Linked DNA regions of Arabidopsis thaliana: region 1 is linked to region 2. Evidence: chromatin contacts called from public capture Hi-C data. All regions are on one chromosome and are shown on one strand. The core of a region is the stretch at or near the end of the contact, and the rest is flanking DNA. Distances in the headings are between cores, read along the strand shown. Region 1 holds the start of AT1G47765 (F-box and associated interaction domains-containing protein). Region 2 holds the start of AT1G47480 (alpha/beta-Hydrolases superfamily protein).

The links. Capture Hi-C pulls out chosen DNA fragments and counts their contacts.
Region 1: a contact with region 2 is called in a capture Hi-C map of seedling, with 1.8 times the contacts expected there. A contact is called at or near these places in 1 of 26 Hi-C or Micro-C datasets (root) and 1 of 3 other capture datasets (seedling).

What each region holds. Positions count from the first base shown.
Region 1 is chr1:17,574,511-17,578,308 of TAIR10.1, forward strand. It overlaps AT1G47765 (F-box and associated interaction domains-containing protein), which reads right to left and starts at 1,582. Exons shown (of 2, transcript NM_103670.1): 1 at 1,220-1,582; 2 at 396-1,190. The coding sequence starts at 1,582. The coding sequence ends at 396.
Region 2 is chr1:17,415,565-17,418,903 of TAIR10.1, forward strand. It overlaps AT1G47480 (alpha/beta-Hydrolases superfamily protein), which reads left to right and starts at 1,928. Exons shown (of 2, transcript NM_103640.3): 1 at 1,928-2,399; 2 at 3,129-3,339. The coding sequence starts at 2,059.

The DNA of each region.
Region 1 (3,798 bases), core at 332-2,831, 160 kb after region 2:
GACGTATGAGTATACCATTTTGTAGTACTCTTTACCCGCTTTCCAATGCACTAATGTCCCGATAATTCCGTTCAGCCGTTTGGTCGAAATTTGGCGGAAAAGTCACCGGAAAGGTTTTGTCAAAAAAGTTCCAACAGGTATATGCGTAATCTTGGTGCAATTCACTTATAGGGCCCAAAAAGATAAATAAAAGTCTTTAGAAAGATAAGGATCGAGTTACTACTACTAAATGATTGATGTTGAATTTGTGAAATGCTGTAGGGAATTGGCAAGGGAGGAAGATGACACGTGATAGAATCAAAGTAAGGGATGAGAACTTATAAGAAAAAAAAATCATAATTAAACTTGCAAAAATGATCATTCTAAAGGAAGAACAAAAAAGAAAAAAATTAAAATTATTGCAAAGACATTTGACTCTCAACGTGATCCAAGAAAGCACAGAACGCAAATATAGGTCCATATGGATCTCCATTATTGACCCTAGCTTGGTCGTCTGCAATTTCTTTAAGTTCGAATCTTCTAAAGGTTTTTTTCACCGGATCAAAAAATAAAATATAATCCATCTTTCGAAACGTGGAAGATACGAAAATAAATTCACCATCATGAGTGCAACCTTTTAGTTGGAAAAAGGTTCTTAATCTTTCATCAAAGTGACCAAAAGGTGCAAGAATATCTTTACTCGACCACTTGTCTTTTTTTGCGTCCTCCAAAATGCACAATGCTATGTAATCATCCTTCGTGGTACGTTTTTCAACACAAGCTATCCTCCCCTCATAAGTTATGAGAATTTCCCTATAAATATCCGCATGTAATTTTATCATGTCGAATTTTTCAGATCTGACATCAAAACACATTAAAACCCAAGCATGTGTATGATAAACTTGAGCTATATAATATACAACCCCCTTGATGCATCGACCAGAACTCTGATAGTCAGAACAATGCTTATGGTACGTTTTTACCGTTATCCATGAGAATTCTTGAGCTGGTCCTAATGTTAACACTTGACATACATCAGAACTTCTTCTAAAAGGCAAGCACATTACTTTGTGTTTACCTTCAACTGGATCGTATCCTAGAAAAACTATTATATTATTCCAGCTTAATCTGGGTATGGGTAAAGTTATCAACTGTCTCTTGCTAGGGTTCCAAACTATCGGCATTTTTGATGTCTTAAAGCAGATCAAGCCCTGGACAGATTCCGTAGAGGAATAAATACTACATCCTTCTGGTAATTCCATATGATAACGATAAAGAGCTGAGAAGAAGAGTAAGACCTTTTAGAATTCTGAAGTGAATGAAGATGTTGCGGAATTGAGGACACAAACAACTTGTCATTTTCTATGAAGCAAACTAAAAGACTCGGCCGTGGGGACCGAGTTTCGAACAAGTTGATGAAATATGGATCGGTGGTGATTGATAACCAAAGCTTCGACACACAACGAAACCTCGCAATAGATTTCTCAGGTAGCCTTAAGAGTATCTCCGAGGTTAGATCCAGAGGAAGGGACGAAGCTGATTTTGATTGTGTTCTTTTACTTTTCGAGACTACTTTTCTCTTCTTCTGTTTTTGTTGCTCCATCTTTTGTAGTCAAAACCCTAATTTGTTCAGGCTGTGTTGCTTTCAACCTTTTCTCAATATATACATATATATATATATATATACGTACATCCTATGCATTAGGTTTTATTTTCTACTTTTATTATTTATTTGAAGATCTTATATGATAAATAAGGGTTTGTTCAAAAAAAAAAAAAAAATGATAAATAAGGGTTCTCCTTCAAACTTATACTTTGAGAAGTTGACATGTAGCACTTTTCCTTTTGACATTTGTCATTTCTTTTATACTTAAATCCAACATTTATTTTTATCTGATTTGATTGTATCATTATATATTAAAAAATTCAAAAGTTTTAAATCAAAAAGAAATATACAATGATTTGTTTTCAATATATTTAATATCATTATATTGAATATCTATGAGAGACACATTCTTTGTTATATTTATAATAAAACAAACTTAATATTAAGTAAATTTATAAATAATTACTTTAAAACATATCTTATATTCTAATAGTTTTAGCAAACTATTTTGCAATGTCTTTTTAGTAATTTTGTTTTTAATGATTTGTCATTTATTGATATTCAAATACAGAGAATTTAAATTATGATTTCACAAAAACAATTATATGTATAAGATATCAAAGAAGCAATTTCCTTTGGCATCATTATATTTTAATTTGAATTGACTTTGTAATAAATACAAAATATAATGTGAAGAAGAAAAAAAAAAACAAAAATAATAAATATTTATAACATAAAAAGATATAAAAACAGTAAAAACTAATGAGAATGAAAAATATTAATTTTAATTTTTAATCAACTAACTGAACACTATACATCCATTTGCTTCTAACTAAGTCGTTCGTCCGCACTATACGTTGTTACAAGATCCATTTGCCATTCCCCATTTTGCCAAAACCTACAATTAAAACTCAATAATTTATAGCCTTGTAGTCACGTAAACCCTCATAAATGGCTAAATAATAGAGCACTTTCAGAAATTTATTTTTAAGATCAAATTTCTTTGATAAGATACAGAGAAAATTGTCCTTTCAAGCTGCATGATCTCCGGTAAAATATGAGATATGATACTATTTATCACCGGATTGCATAAAACATTTTGTGATTTGTCTGGATAACTATTTAATTAACGTGTTAACTAATTCATTGCGATAAAATTTTATATATTATGTGTTAAATGCATATTTATCGTGTTAAACCAGTTATCATATCATATAAATTAATGTGAAATATCAATTTAAAATTTTGAATTATCATTTACTTTATTTATCAAACAATTGGGTAAAAATATATATAAGTTAGATGATTATCTACTGGATTACTATGTTAACAACCAGGTTAAATCATAATGTATCGCGGTAACTTTATAAATATGAGATAAATTAGTATTTATCGTGTTACCTCAATTATTATATCATAAATAAATATAACGAGTTACATATAATATAATATTCGTGTAGATAATTATTTAATTAACATGTTAACTACTACAATATCGTAATAGATTATAAATTATGTGTTAACTATTCATTTATCATAATTTAAAACAATGGTAAATAAAATTGTAACGGACTAATATTTCATTTAGCAAAGTATCTCACCATTTTTCTAAATGACGTTTGATTACGAGAAAATTTTGATTGAATCGATTTCAACACTTTGAAAATTCGATTGATGACATCAATTGCGATGTTTTGTACTAGAAAATTGTAGGTGGAGCCTTTGATGCTTCAGATCTAATAAATCACTCTCGCTTAACTCCAAATCAAACTGCGGTCTCGTCGTCATCATCGTCTTCCCTAACTCTCGACGAAGTGATAGCCGTCTGACAGGAAATCAGATGACAAACGGTTAGGACTGAGTGTGTTGGTTATCTCCGACGATCCACACTGCCGCTCGTTGGTTATGGAAATAAGCTACGGAAGCGGCCGGAGCTCCAGTCATCTTCATAGTCTCTATGTCTCGTAAACCAGCGCCGTCACAAATATATCACACAACTCTCTGATTTGTTTTTCCGGCCAACTTCTGATTTTAATATTTTTGTTTCGATTTTATATTTATATTGCTATTATTATTATCATCGTTTTGTGGCCAACTTCTGATTTTAATATTTTTGTTTCGATTTTATATTTATATTGCTATTATTATTGTCATGGTTTTGTGTCGTCGGAAAAACAGAAGAAAGAAGGAAGAAGATAAAGAAAGTAAAAGGG
Region 2 (3,339 bases), core at 678-3,177:
ACTCGACAATCTAAAACCAGAAAAATCCACAAAAAAACCCTTCATTAACTTGCGATCTGGTGAAGCGATTAAAACAGGCCGGCTATGGGTTTTAAAATTTTCATTTGATTTTGGAATAGAATCTAGGGTTTCAAACTATATTCACTTATTTTTAGAACTTTTTCATCATTTAATGTTTTAGATTTGGTGAAGACTTCACAATCCCGCTTTTAAAGAATGAATAGAATTGTGAGAGAGAAAAAACAAAATTCATTATTTTAAATTCGTGATGTTTTCTTAGTTTATTTTCGTCATCAATGATCTCTAGTATTTCTGTTATGGTTTTAGATTTTAGTTGGACTTAAAAATAATAAATAAAATTTTAATTGATTATTATTGTTAGACTAAAATGACGATCGAATATTACAATGATTTAGTATTCATCAAATTTAATTAAAATTTAGTTGTTTATTATTGTTAGACTTTTGTTAAACTTGGTATTACTATTTTTATTTTTATTTAATATAAACTATATAACTTTTCTAAATATTAAATATATTAAATAATTTTTTTTTAATTGACTTGTGGTCAAACCCGGTTGACACAATGGCCAAGTGGCCCCAAAAGGCAGTCCGATTCTTCGTGTGGGTTGGGTTTAAGAACCATGTTATTATTTTATTTTGTTATCGAAATTAATCGAACTTTTTGGTTTTCTGGTCAAAATTGAGTTAAATAGGGGTAAATTTAGTTGATTGGGTTCGGTTAGTTTGAAAATAATTAATTAAAAAAAATGAAAAACAAAAAGGGTCGAGAGAGGTTAAAATGGTCGAGAGAGGTTAAAATGATGAAGACGGTAGCGTTGCGTGAGCACAAGTCGAGGATGGTTGTTTTTAATGCATTGTATTTTTATTTTTTAAATAACGTTTAGCTGTCTGAAAAAACAGAATGACATACAAAGAGTCCATCATCTATAATCTCTCTACAACTTCTGTGGATTATGTATCAATTTGACCATGTTTGACCATCTGAATAAAAAGGAGATTTGTGGAAAAAAATTCTTGTAGTCGTCTATTTTTATAACTTTATCCTTCATCTTAAAAGAATACAAAATAATTTTTTGAAGTAAAAAATAATTCACAATATTTGCAGAATAATTTTATAAAGTAAAAAATAATACATAATATTGCTATTGTTAAGTTTTCTCATATTTTTTAAAATTTGATAAGTAATATATCAATTCAAAGAACTCGAGACGAAAAGTTCAACTTACCTTTCTATTTTTGAAAATCAAATGTATGTGAACGAAAAAACGTTTATAATATATGTATAAAGCCTAAATTGCATATTATTTTTTACTTTGAAAAATTATTTCGCATTTTTCAAAAATAGAGAGTAATGTTACAAAAATAAACGACTTTAAAGCTTTTTTTGCACCAAACCCTAAAGAAAATCATTGTATTGTATCTAAATGAATTCCTTGAGAACTACCAAGATAATAAGAATATTGTATGTGGTCCATCACTCTATGTTATTGTAAGTGTCTATACATATAATTTGCAAAAAGTGATCCTCGTATGATTCATATCCGAGTGTAGACTATAAAACTCATGAAACTGTAGTCTCGTAGAAATTACAATAATATATCTAGAAGGTGATAAGTTATTTATGTTGTGGTACAGTGGGGAACCTATATTTGCATGCCCCAAAGGTACCAAATTCAATCCTTTTAACTACACTATTTTTTTTTTTTCTTACCCTTTTGATTAATAGGCTAAAATTTCACAATTAAACCTGAATATTATATTTGTACCTAAAAAACAAAAAAATGAATATTATATAGTTTTCGATTGGTTGGTGGCATCATTAAATTTTAGTTAGAAAGATCAAACACGTTGATCACTCGAGTCACCTAATCAAAACAAGTTAAACACGAATATTTTATTAGTCTCAATCTATCATTATTTCAATGCTGGTACCGAAAATCATCATTTAAACAAAAAGTCTTATATTGGCTCTCTCTTCAACTTTTAATTTTCTACCAAACATATACATCAAAGCTTGACTCTCTTTTTCTCTCCCATGGAATCAACAAAGAAGCAAGTCTCGTTGGAGCTACTTCCATGGTTAGTTGTCCACACCGATGGAACGGTAGAGAGACTAGCGGGAACCGAGGTTTGTCCTCCCGGTTTGGATCCAATAACCGGGGTTTTCTCTAAAGATATCATTATCGAACCGAAAACCGGTTTATCTGCCCGAATCTATCGACCCTTCTCGATTCAACCCGGTCAGAAGATTCCTCTCATGCTCTATTTTCATGGCGGTGCATTTCTCATCTCCTCCACTTCCTTCCCCTCTTACCACACCAGTCTTAACAAAATTGTCAATCAGGCTAACGTCATAGCCGTCTCTGTCAATTACAGGTATTAATCCGGTTTAAGTTGACTTGTTTCACCCAATTTTGAATGGTCCGGTCGCATTGGTTTAATGCCATCGCTGTCTTGTCAATAACGAAAGCTAATCCGGTTTACGTTGACTTATTTAACCCAATATTACATGGTCCGCTCGCATTCGTTTAATGTTGAATGCAAGAACGTATTGAATTTAAAACTCAACTAGGCATTTTTGTTGTTTTCGGTTTAGTTCGGGTTAAAATCGAAATAAAACCGAGTTATTAGATCATTTTAGCTTGGTTTGAAAATTTTGGTTCCATTTGGATTTGAGTTTGGTTGAAAATGCAAATTATAATATAAATATTTAAATTAATTATATATTTAGTAGTTAACTTTAGAAATATTTTGATTAATATGGTTAGATTACCAATGGTTGGCTTTGGTTTGATTTCATCCTTTATTAAACTTGGTTTTCTGCAAAACAACCATTCAAATCAATCTTGTTTGCAAGTTTACCTTCCAAGTATGAATTATGCAAGTCAATCCTACAATCTCAAAAGTCACCCGCAATACAGTCCTCCCGTGTAGTGATGACGTGGTACTCGATAACTCTTTTTAAAAACATAAGGGTTTTGAAAACTTAATATAGTTATAGAGAAATTGGGTTTGAGTTATTTTGGTTTGATTTGGTTGTTGTGTCCACCATAACAATAATCAAAATTGTTTTATATTATCTTTTTGATCAATTATTGGACATAGACTAGCACCAGAACATCCACTTCCTACAGCGTACGAAGACTCATGGACTGCGCTAAAGAATATCCAAGCCATAAACGAGCCGTGGATCAACGACTACGCCGACTTGGACAGTTTATTCCTAGTGGGAGATAGCGCGGGAGCTAATATCTCGCACCACCTCGCATTTCGAGCCAAACAATCTGACCAAACCTTGAAAATCAAAGGCATTGGA